3 separate regions of the Gossypium hirsutum genome follow, and all the other regions are linked to region 3. Evidence: chromatin contacts called from public Hi-C data. All regions are on one chromosome and are shown on one strand. Each heading gives the region's core, a stretch centred on a gene start, on an enhancer-like site or on the middle of the called end of the contact. The rest is flanking DNA. Distances are from core to core; before and after follow the strand shown.

Region 1 (2,700 bases), core at 165-2,664, 130 kb after region 3:
TTAGGGTTGTTATACGAACTCCCACCATAATTTAGATTTTCGGGTATCTGCGATGTCCCTCTACATTCTAACTGGTCTATCCATCCGACATTAAGATCAAAGTCAAATTTGTGATGTTGACTTATTTGACTAACATTCTCAACAGGCTCTAAGTCTACTAACTCAGCAAATAACTCAATTGGTTAGGGTTCTCACTCCCAGTCGACCACCATATTTCCATCATAGTGCCTAAGTCATCATTATCTAATAGTTGCATCTCATAAATTTGAACGGATCTATAGAGATTGGAAACTTGTAAAATAATCTGAACATTGCCCTTCCACAATAGATAGCTATTTTCGCACTGATATTCTTTTTCATTTCTACCAGCTTCACATTTTTTTTTTGAATTGCAACCCTATCTTTGTCGACATTGAAATACACAACCAACATCACATTCTACAATTTTACCATAAAAAAGAACGTACACCAAAAACACCTCATTATTCATATTCAACAGAATTTTTGAATTCTTCTACTAAACACAACAATTTCACCATTCAATATATGCTAGAGAACGGGGCTATACAAAATGGCTCCACTAAAATAAAATATTAAATATTTATATTAAAAAAATAAAAAAATTACACTTGTAATAAAGTGAGATCCATTTAGAATGGCTCCACCAAATTAAATATTAAATTTTAAAAATTTAAATATAATTTAAAAAAGAATTTGAATATCTTTAAAAATAATTTTAGAAAATTATATTTAAAATTAAAAAATATTTAAAATATTATTCAACAAATAATAAATTTGAAAAGTCATATCTTTAAAAATAATTATTTTAAATGTTTTATAATATTAAAAAATTATATTTAAAATTGAAAAAATAATATTTAAATTTTAAAAAATATATTTAAAATTAAAAAAATACTCACATTTTATAAAACCAATAATAAACAAATAAATAAATGACAAATAAAAAACCTTAAAAAAAAGGAAAAAGGATAAAGAATTAGAAAAAGTAACGTGGATGAAAAAAATAAAAAATTAATCTGTTTTAATAAGCAAATAGGCAAATAGGTAGATAGGCTATTATCTTGGAATTTGGTGGCGCCAATTTATTTGGCTCTATCAGAAAAAAGTAAATTTTCTTAAATCATCATATTTTCGAAAATCAAAGTATTTCCTTAGTATTTATATAAGTAGTGCTATTCTATATAGTTTCACAAAAAAATTAATTTTTTAATACAGATTGTTGACGCGGTTGGTGGCCCAAAACACTTTAGTTCCACCAATTTTTACTATAAAATTTGAGTTATTTTCGTATTTTATAAAAAAATAAATTATTTAAGTAATTAATTATTTTTTAGGTTATTTTTATAAAAAAGCCTAAAAAATTTAAATATTAATATTTTAACATGAATTTATTAGATTTCACATCCTGAAAAATAAGGAAGGTAAAAGCAGCAAGTTTAGAGTCGCTTTCTGCCAACTCATAAGTTACCCAGTAGTACCTACAATACAGCTCAGTCAGTCAATGGAAGAAGCTACAGTTAAAGTCTGTTCTCTGCCCCCCAACCCCAACCTAACTATAATATCTCAACCACCTCTTTTTCTTCACTTTCAGTTTTAAATTCTCTTTTTTGTGCACGCCCACATGGCAGATGTCGAAGAACCCAAGAAGCTTGAATCCGAAATCCCCTCCGACCCTCCGCCGCCACCCACCGAAGCCGCCGTGGAAAAATCCGTGACTCCACCTCCTCCTACTGAAGAAAAGCCCGCCGACTCTACGGAAAAGCCTCCCGAACCCATCGAAAGTATATATCTATATATCCCTTCTTTTTCCGTTTCAGCTCTGCTTCTGCTTCTGCGTGTTTCATTTTTTCTAATAATAAAAATTTGATGATATGCAGAGGCGGCAGAGTCGACGGAGAAGAAAAGCACGGAGGTGTCTGTTGATCGAGGTAATTTCGTTTCTCCATCTTGCGTTTCACAAAATCTTAGTATTTAGAATATGATTAAATTGAAAATTTCCCCCGGCTGTCTTTCTCCAGATGCTGTGCTTGCTAGAGTTGCGACTGAGAAGCGAATTTCACTAATCAACGCTTGGGAAGAAAGTGAAAAAAGCAAAGCTGAGAACAAGTATCAACTTTCTTCCCCTTGCCTTATTGTGAAAATTATAGGAAAACTGATATAAAAATGATTGCATACCATAACCATGCAATTAAATTATGTTTTCTGGCTGCTTTCTTACTCAAAGCTTATTGATATGGTTGAGCAGAGCACAGAAGAAGCTTTCTTCTATTGCGGCTTGGGAGAATACCAAGAAAGCAGCTATAGAGGCTGAGCTAAAAAGGATTGAGGTATTAATTTAATCAAGCATCCTTGGATGAAGATGATTATTATTATTATTGTTATTGAGTGTTGAGTGTTGAATTATATATATGAGCAGGAAAAGTTAGACAAGCAGAAGGCCGAGTATGTGGAAAAAATGAAAAACAAGGCAGCCTTAATCCACAAGGAAGCAGAAGAGAAGAAGGCAATCGTTGAAGCTAAGCGAGGGGAGGATGTTCTCAAAGCGGAGGAGTTGGCGGCAAAGTACCGTGCCACCGGAACCACTCCGAACAAGACCCTTGGTTGTTGTTGAGGATGAAATCATTAGAAAATGGGGTCATTTTATTCTCTTAGAGTTCATTTAAAAATATGTTTGTTTGA
Region 2 (2,700 bases), core at 168-2,667, 180 kb after region 3:
AAAAACAAGGTAGCACCCATGGAGATTTGGCCTTATATGTACACTCCCTCATTATTCATACTGAAATCACTAATATGTTTTGAACAAAAAAAAGAAAGAAAGGATGAGTACATCTGTCTTTATTATTCCCACCCAGAACCAATAAAGTCGTTCCCTGAAATCTGGAATTCAAACTTGAACAATTGGTTTACTGATGCATCGTTTAGCAGATCCTGAAGACCAGTGCCAAATCCTCCCTCATTGAATACAAAACCATTCATGAAAGGATCCTCGAAGCTGGAAGCTGAAGCTTGATTATATCCATCAGAGTAAGCTGCTGGCTTACTTCCACCTTCTTTATCAAGCGATAGCCACTCTGCGAATAAAAGCTTCGGCAGTGGGCTTCGTTGGGGCAAGTCAAAATGCATTGGAACAGTTTGATCAGTAACAAAGCTTGCCGATTGGTCCGTAAGGTTTTGAGGCAGCACACTAGATTCTGAGGTTGAAGATGTGTGTTGAGCTTCCAAATTTTCAACTTTTACGATCCTTTTCTTCAGATAAGAATGCCAGTAGTTCTTAATCTCATTATCTGTTCTTCCAGGCAAACTTTGTGCAATTTGGGACCATCTATTCAATAAAAAGATCAGACATCTTCATTAGTTCCTTGTAAAACTGAGGATATATATATATAATAATTCTTCACAATTAATGACAAGTGTACGTACTTGTTGCCTAACAAATGATGAAGGGAGAGGATAACGTCGTCCTCTTGGGGAGTAAACATCCCTCGTTTTAATCCAGGCCTCAAGTAATTAATCCACCTTAGTCTGCAGCTCTTCCCATTCCTCTGCAATCCTGGATATCCATGCATCTATCATATTAATTCATACCCTATTTTCGTCATTTCACTCATCATCACTCTCTCTCACTTCCACTTTACAGGGACAGTGTACGATGAAAGAAACAGTCGCTGTCTTTAACTAAAGAAATTTCTTGAATATTTTGGACTGACACTGACTGCCAAACCAAAGTAGAAAAAGATTAATCCCATGACCATGACACATAAAATAAATAAGTGTACCATCTTAGGTTCAGATTCATTTGCTAAGGAATGCTTCTAACAAGTCAAATTAATAGTGGTGGTGATAAGCATGAGCTACACAAATATTGCAGGGAAGTTAATACGAATACAAGAAAACAGACCTGCATTGATGGGAACAGAGCTCCAGCAAAGATGGCCATGTTTGAGGACATAGTTTTTGAGCTTTAGGTCTTCTTCAGGTGACCATAACCCCTTCCTATGCTTAGCTTTTGGCTTATCAGATGGCTTGCAACCCATTTCTTGAATTATTACAAAGAAGAGAGAAAGGCAGGGAAGAAGGTTAAGGGCAGTCGGTATGGGAAGCTGCAAAAGCAATAAATACCATCTTATTTGACTTTCTCATACCTAACCTACAACTACAAGGTCTTTAATTAAGGAAAATAAATAAATAGAAGCTATGTATGTATTGTTTGGACCACTTTAAGTCTGAGCTGGTAAAACTAGCTACAAATGCATATGTGTTTTTCTATTACTTCAATAATCTCTACTGATAAATGTAAAACCAAATTTGAATAATTCATTTTGTCCTTAATTAAAATGATTAATTTAATCTTTATATATTACTATGTCAAACTGGAATTATTTTTTATTTGTATAAAATAAGTAAAAGAAAAATTATCATAATTCATAAATGGAATTATTTCCAAAAAAATCTGGTTGTCCTGTGGGATATATTTATAATAATAATTTAAAGGGCAACACCAAATTATAGATTTTCAGTTACAAAATTATCATTTAATTATTCAATTTAAAATTACTAATGTAAAAATGAAAACACCTAAAAGTTTTAATATAGTTGGGTGACAAAAAAGATAAAATTAAATAGTTAAGTGTCCATTTTATAACTTTTCATATTTGAGTAACCAATAAAAAATTTACTAATAATTAAATCATCATTTTGTAACCTTCCATAATTGGGTGATTATTACTATAGTGTAACATAATTCAAAACAAAATATTGTTTTCCTTATGAATTCTAGACCTGCCCATGGGCCAGGACACCTGATCCGAAGGCCCGCCCGAAAAGTGGGAGGGTTTGGGCAAAAATATAGGCCCGAAAAATGGGCATGGACAAAAAAATAAGACTTGTTTTAAAAACGGGTCAGGTCACGGGTAAGACATTTTTGGCCCGAGCCCAGCCCGGCCCGAATTCACTAAATGAAAAAAAAAGCTATTTTTTTTATTTTAATGATATTTTCTTATTGTTTTCTCCTTATTTTGCTATCATTTCACTATTATGTTGCTACATTTTGTTGTTATTATTTAGATATTGTATAACACTTGTTTTATTGTTAATTTTATTATTATTTTAGAGACATTTTCTTGTTAAGTTGCGTCTATCTTAGTATTATTTAAGTATACATATTTTTTAAAATTTATTTTCAATTTTTTAATATTTTAATATTTTTAGTATTTTGATGTATTATATATATATATTTAAAAATTATGTAAAAACTAATATAATATAAAAAAATTAATATGGGCAGGTCGAGTCGGGCCTGGATTTTAGCATTTTTATTCGGGTTGGACTTGGACAAATTTTAGGCCTATTTTTTGGGTTAGACCGAACCCAGACCTAACAAACTGGCATAATTTTTTGCTTGGACCCATCCCGAACC
Region 3 (2,868 bases), core at 181-2,680:
TGTTATCTCTATTTAAAAATTAGGTAAAATCACAAATTTGGCCTCAATCTTTACAACTTCGATTAATTTAGCCCCTATATTTTTTATACTTTATAATTTTTCACGGGATAAGTCATGGTATTAAGTGTGATGACATGAGACTTTAATATTGTGCCTCATTATAACCTAATAATTAAAAGTAAATTAATATAAAATATAAACAAGATAAAAATTATTAAATCTATAAACAATCTAAAATTCAAGAAATATATAAAAATTTTATAGAATTATAAAAATTATATTTACCAAATAAATATATCCACTTTATTTCTTCTTCAAAGTAAAAAAAAAAAAGGAAATTACTTTTTAAGATATGAGACTTTAAACCTATCCTAAAGAAAATCATAGCAATAGTTGTTAAAAAAAAAACTTTCTAGAATAAGTAAAAATACATAAAATTTTAAAATTTGCCTTTATTGTTGTGGTAAGTGCCGTCTAGAGCTTATTTCAGCATGGAAGCATTTTCTAGCTTTTGGGAACTCTCTACAGCTTCTGAGTGGGGAACAGATATTGGTTTATTTATTTTAATCCTCCTTTTTCTCGGGGCAAGAAAATTCAATAAACAAATTTGATATTTGGAAAATGGTTTTTTAAACAAAGAAAAGGGTTAGGAATGTGAGATCATATTTGAAGGAAGTGGAAGAAATGGGCTTTATCCAGTAATATTGTAACTGAGAAAGGTTGACAAAAATCCTCCAGTGACCTAAATCTGTTATTGCCATTTAAACTTCTCTGATTGGTTTGGTATTGCAATTTGTTTCATTTTGGTGATATCATGCATGACTTCACCTCTCAATGGGACTACTCCTTTTGTTTGTTTGTTTGCTTCTCAATATGAACTAAATTTAAAGTAAAAAGAAATTAAATAGATAAATGTATTAGATTAATAATAAAAGAATGCAAATCAAATTATTTATTATTATTTTCTTTTGTAGCACGTCAAAAAAAGTTTTCATATTAGTGAATACAATCTATATTGTAATTTTTTTAATTAAATTAATATCAGTTAATTTGTGACATTAATTTAATTATACACTTAAATAATAGTATATATAGAAATATAGAACACAAAGTGAGTAAAAAATATTCTAATATTTTAATTCGATGAAAAGTCTAAGATATTTTATATTTTAAGTTTACAGTTTAAAGTTGTTTTATTATTATTATTATTATTAATTTTTATATAAAGGCATGAAAATATAGGAATTCCTCGTAATGGTATATATTAATAGTTTAAAATAAAATTTTTAAATAGAAAATACAAATTTAATTAATAATAATAAGTGGGATAGATGTTGGGGGTTTGGATAATTTTTTGTTTTTTTTCAAATGGATAATCCCTTATTTGTACCATATTAAAAAAGGACAAAAGTAGGTTGGTATCCTATGGAGACTGAAATGAAGCACGTGGCGCGACGGCATCCGCTGGGAGAGAGACTAAACTGTAACAAAAATGTAGAATTCAAACATCTTGATATCCACGTCGCATAAATCAGGATGCAACAAAGATCTCCATCCAACGGTTCAAAAATCTCGGAACAACTAGGTAGGAGCCAATTATGATAAGGAAGTCTTTACTTCTTCTGCTCTGCAGTATTTTGCTGGAAAGAATAGAGCGAACATGGCGATAGGAGTTAAGGCCTTGCACTTGTCCTTTGTGCCTCATGCCCTCGCGATTGCCGGCGCTGTTATGGTATTGGTTTGGTGCATTCACTTCAGGGGTGGATTAGCTTGGGAATCTTCTAACAAAAATCTCATCTTTAATGTAAGTGTTTTCCTTTCTGCTCTTGGGATTCCTCAAAATCTTGTTTCCTTTTCATGGCTTCAACTGCAACTTTGTTTGGTTTCTGTTTCTCCCCTCCGATTATTATCACATAACAGTTCCTTTTGGTTGAAATTGGATGGTGTTAAAATCTTCCATCACCAAATTATTCGTATAATCTTAAACTCAGGCACTAAACTAATGATGAAGAAGACTTCTTTTGGGGGTTCCGCTGTTGTTTGATTCCTTGAATTTTATTACAATTTCATGTTCGATTATCCCTTTTTTCCCCCTTGCTATAGTTTTGGGTTTGGGTGCCCCTTAATTATTAGAATTTGATGGTGGCTGGTCAACCTTCATATGGTGGCGGTGGTTAGCCATGTACCATGGAATATAGTAACCTACCTACTTACCCTTCATTATAATATATTATATGGTCAAGCATCTACATTGTTTTCTCCCATCCTTGTTAGTATTTTTATCCCCTGTTCCTTCTGCCATTTTCCGTATCAAAAACTTGTCTAACATGGTTAAGGTTTCTAGGAGGAAGGAGAATGAGGGACTTGAACCTATTCATGCTAACTGAATTATTTTATAGAGTATTTGTTTCTGATATCGGTGATCAATAAAATATTCAAATATGAAACATAGGAAGCATACTTGTACCTAACAATATACATATTTCTTACTATATGTTGGAGATGGTGTCCATTAACTTTCTTTGGATTTAACTAACTAATTGAACCCCAAATTTCGTTGTCACAACTAGTTATCCATTTTCTTGACTGATCGAAGCAATCACTCTCATTTGTAGTGTCCAAGAAAGAAAAACAAATTGTATATTAATGGAATAATTGTGGTTTTAAATCATAATTACTGCATTCCAAAGTTTTATCTCATTCTTTTTGTCTGGATTAATAATGTCTCTTTCATGCTGAATGCTGCATGAAGTTTGACGTCTAATTCTAAATTGCTTACTGCCATTTACAATTTTACTGCAGCTCCATCCTGTATTGATGTTGATTGGCTTCATTATCTTAGGAGGTGAAGGTAAATCAAATCCAACA

What was found. Hi-C and Micro-C count contacts between places; a contact is called where the count stands out from the background.
Region 1: a Hi-C map of leaf shows a contact between it and region 3, with 8 times the contacts expected there. The contact joins the promoter of LOC121202989 here to the promoter of LOC107952364 in region 3. A contact is called at or near these places in 3 of 34 Hi-C or Micro-C datasets (leaf and petal).
Region 2: a contact with region 3 is called in a Hi-C map of leaf, with 7 times the contacts expected there. The contact joins the promoter of LOC107952708 here to the promoter of LOC107952364 in region 3. A contact is called at or near these places in 8 of 34 Hi-C or Micro-C datasets (callus, hypocotyl, leaf and 1 more).

What each region holds. Positions count from the first base shown.
Region 1 is chrA08:63,724,252-63,726,951 of Gossypium_hirsutum_v2.1, forward strand. LOC121202989 (remorin) reads left to right here and starts at 1,415. Exons shown (of 5, transcript XM_016847004.2): 1 at 1,415-1,802; 2 at 1,899-1,949; 3 at 2,040-2,127; 4 at 2,267-2,348; 5 at 2,438-2,700. The coding sequence starts at 1,643. The coding sequence ends at 2,632.
Region 2 is chrA08:63,768,001-63,770,700 of Gossypium_hirsutum_v2.1, forward strand. LOC107952708 (transcription factor LAF1) reads right to left here and starts at 1,418. Exons shown (of 3, transcript XM_016887871.2): 1 at 1,183-1,418; 2 at 705-834; 3 at 1-606. The coding sequence starts at 1,318. The coding sequence ends at 123.
Region 3 is chrA08:63,592,703-63,595,570 of Gossypium_hirsutum_v2.1, forward strand. It overlaps LOC107952364 (transmembrane ascorbate ferrireductase 1), which reads left to right and starts at 1,431. Exons shown (of 4, transcript XM_016887626.2): 1 at 1,431-1,804; 2 at 2,803-2,851. The coding sequence starts at 1,661.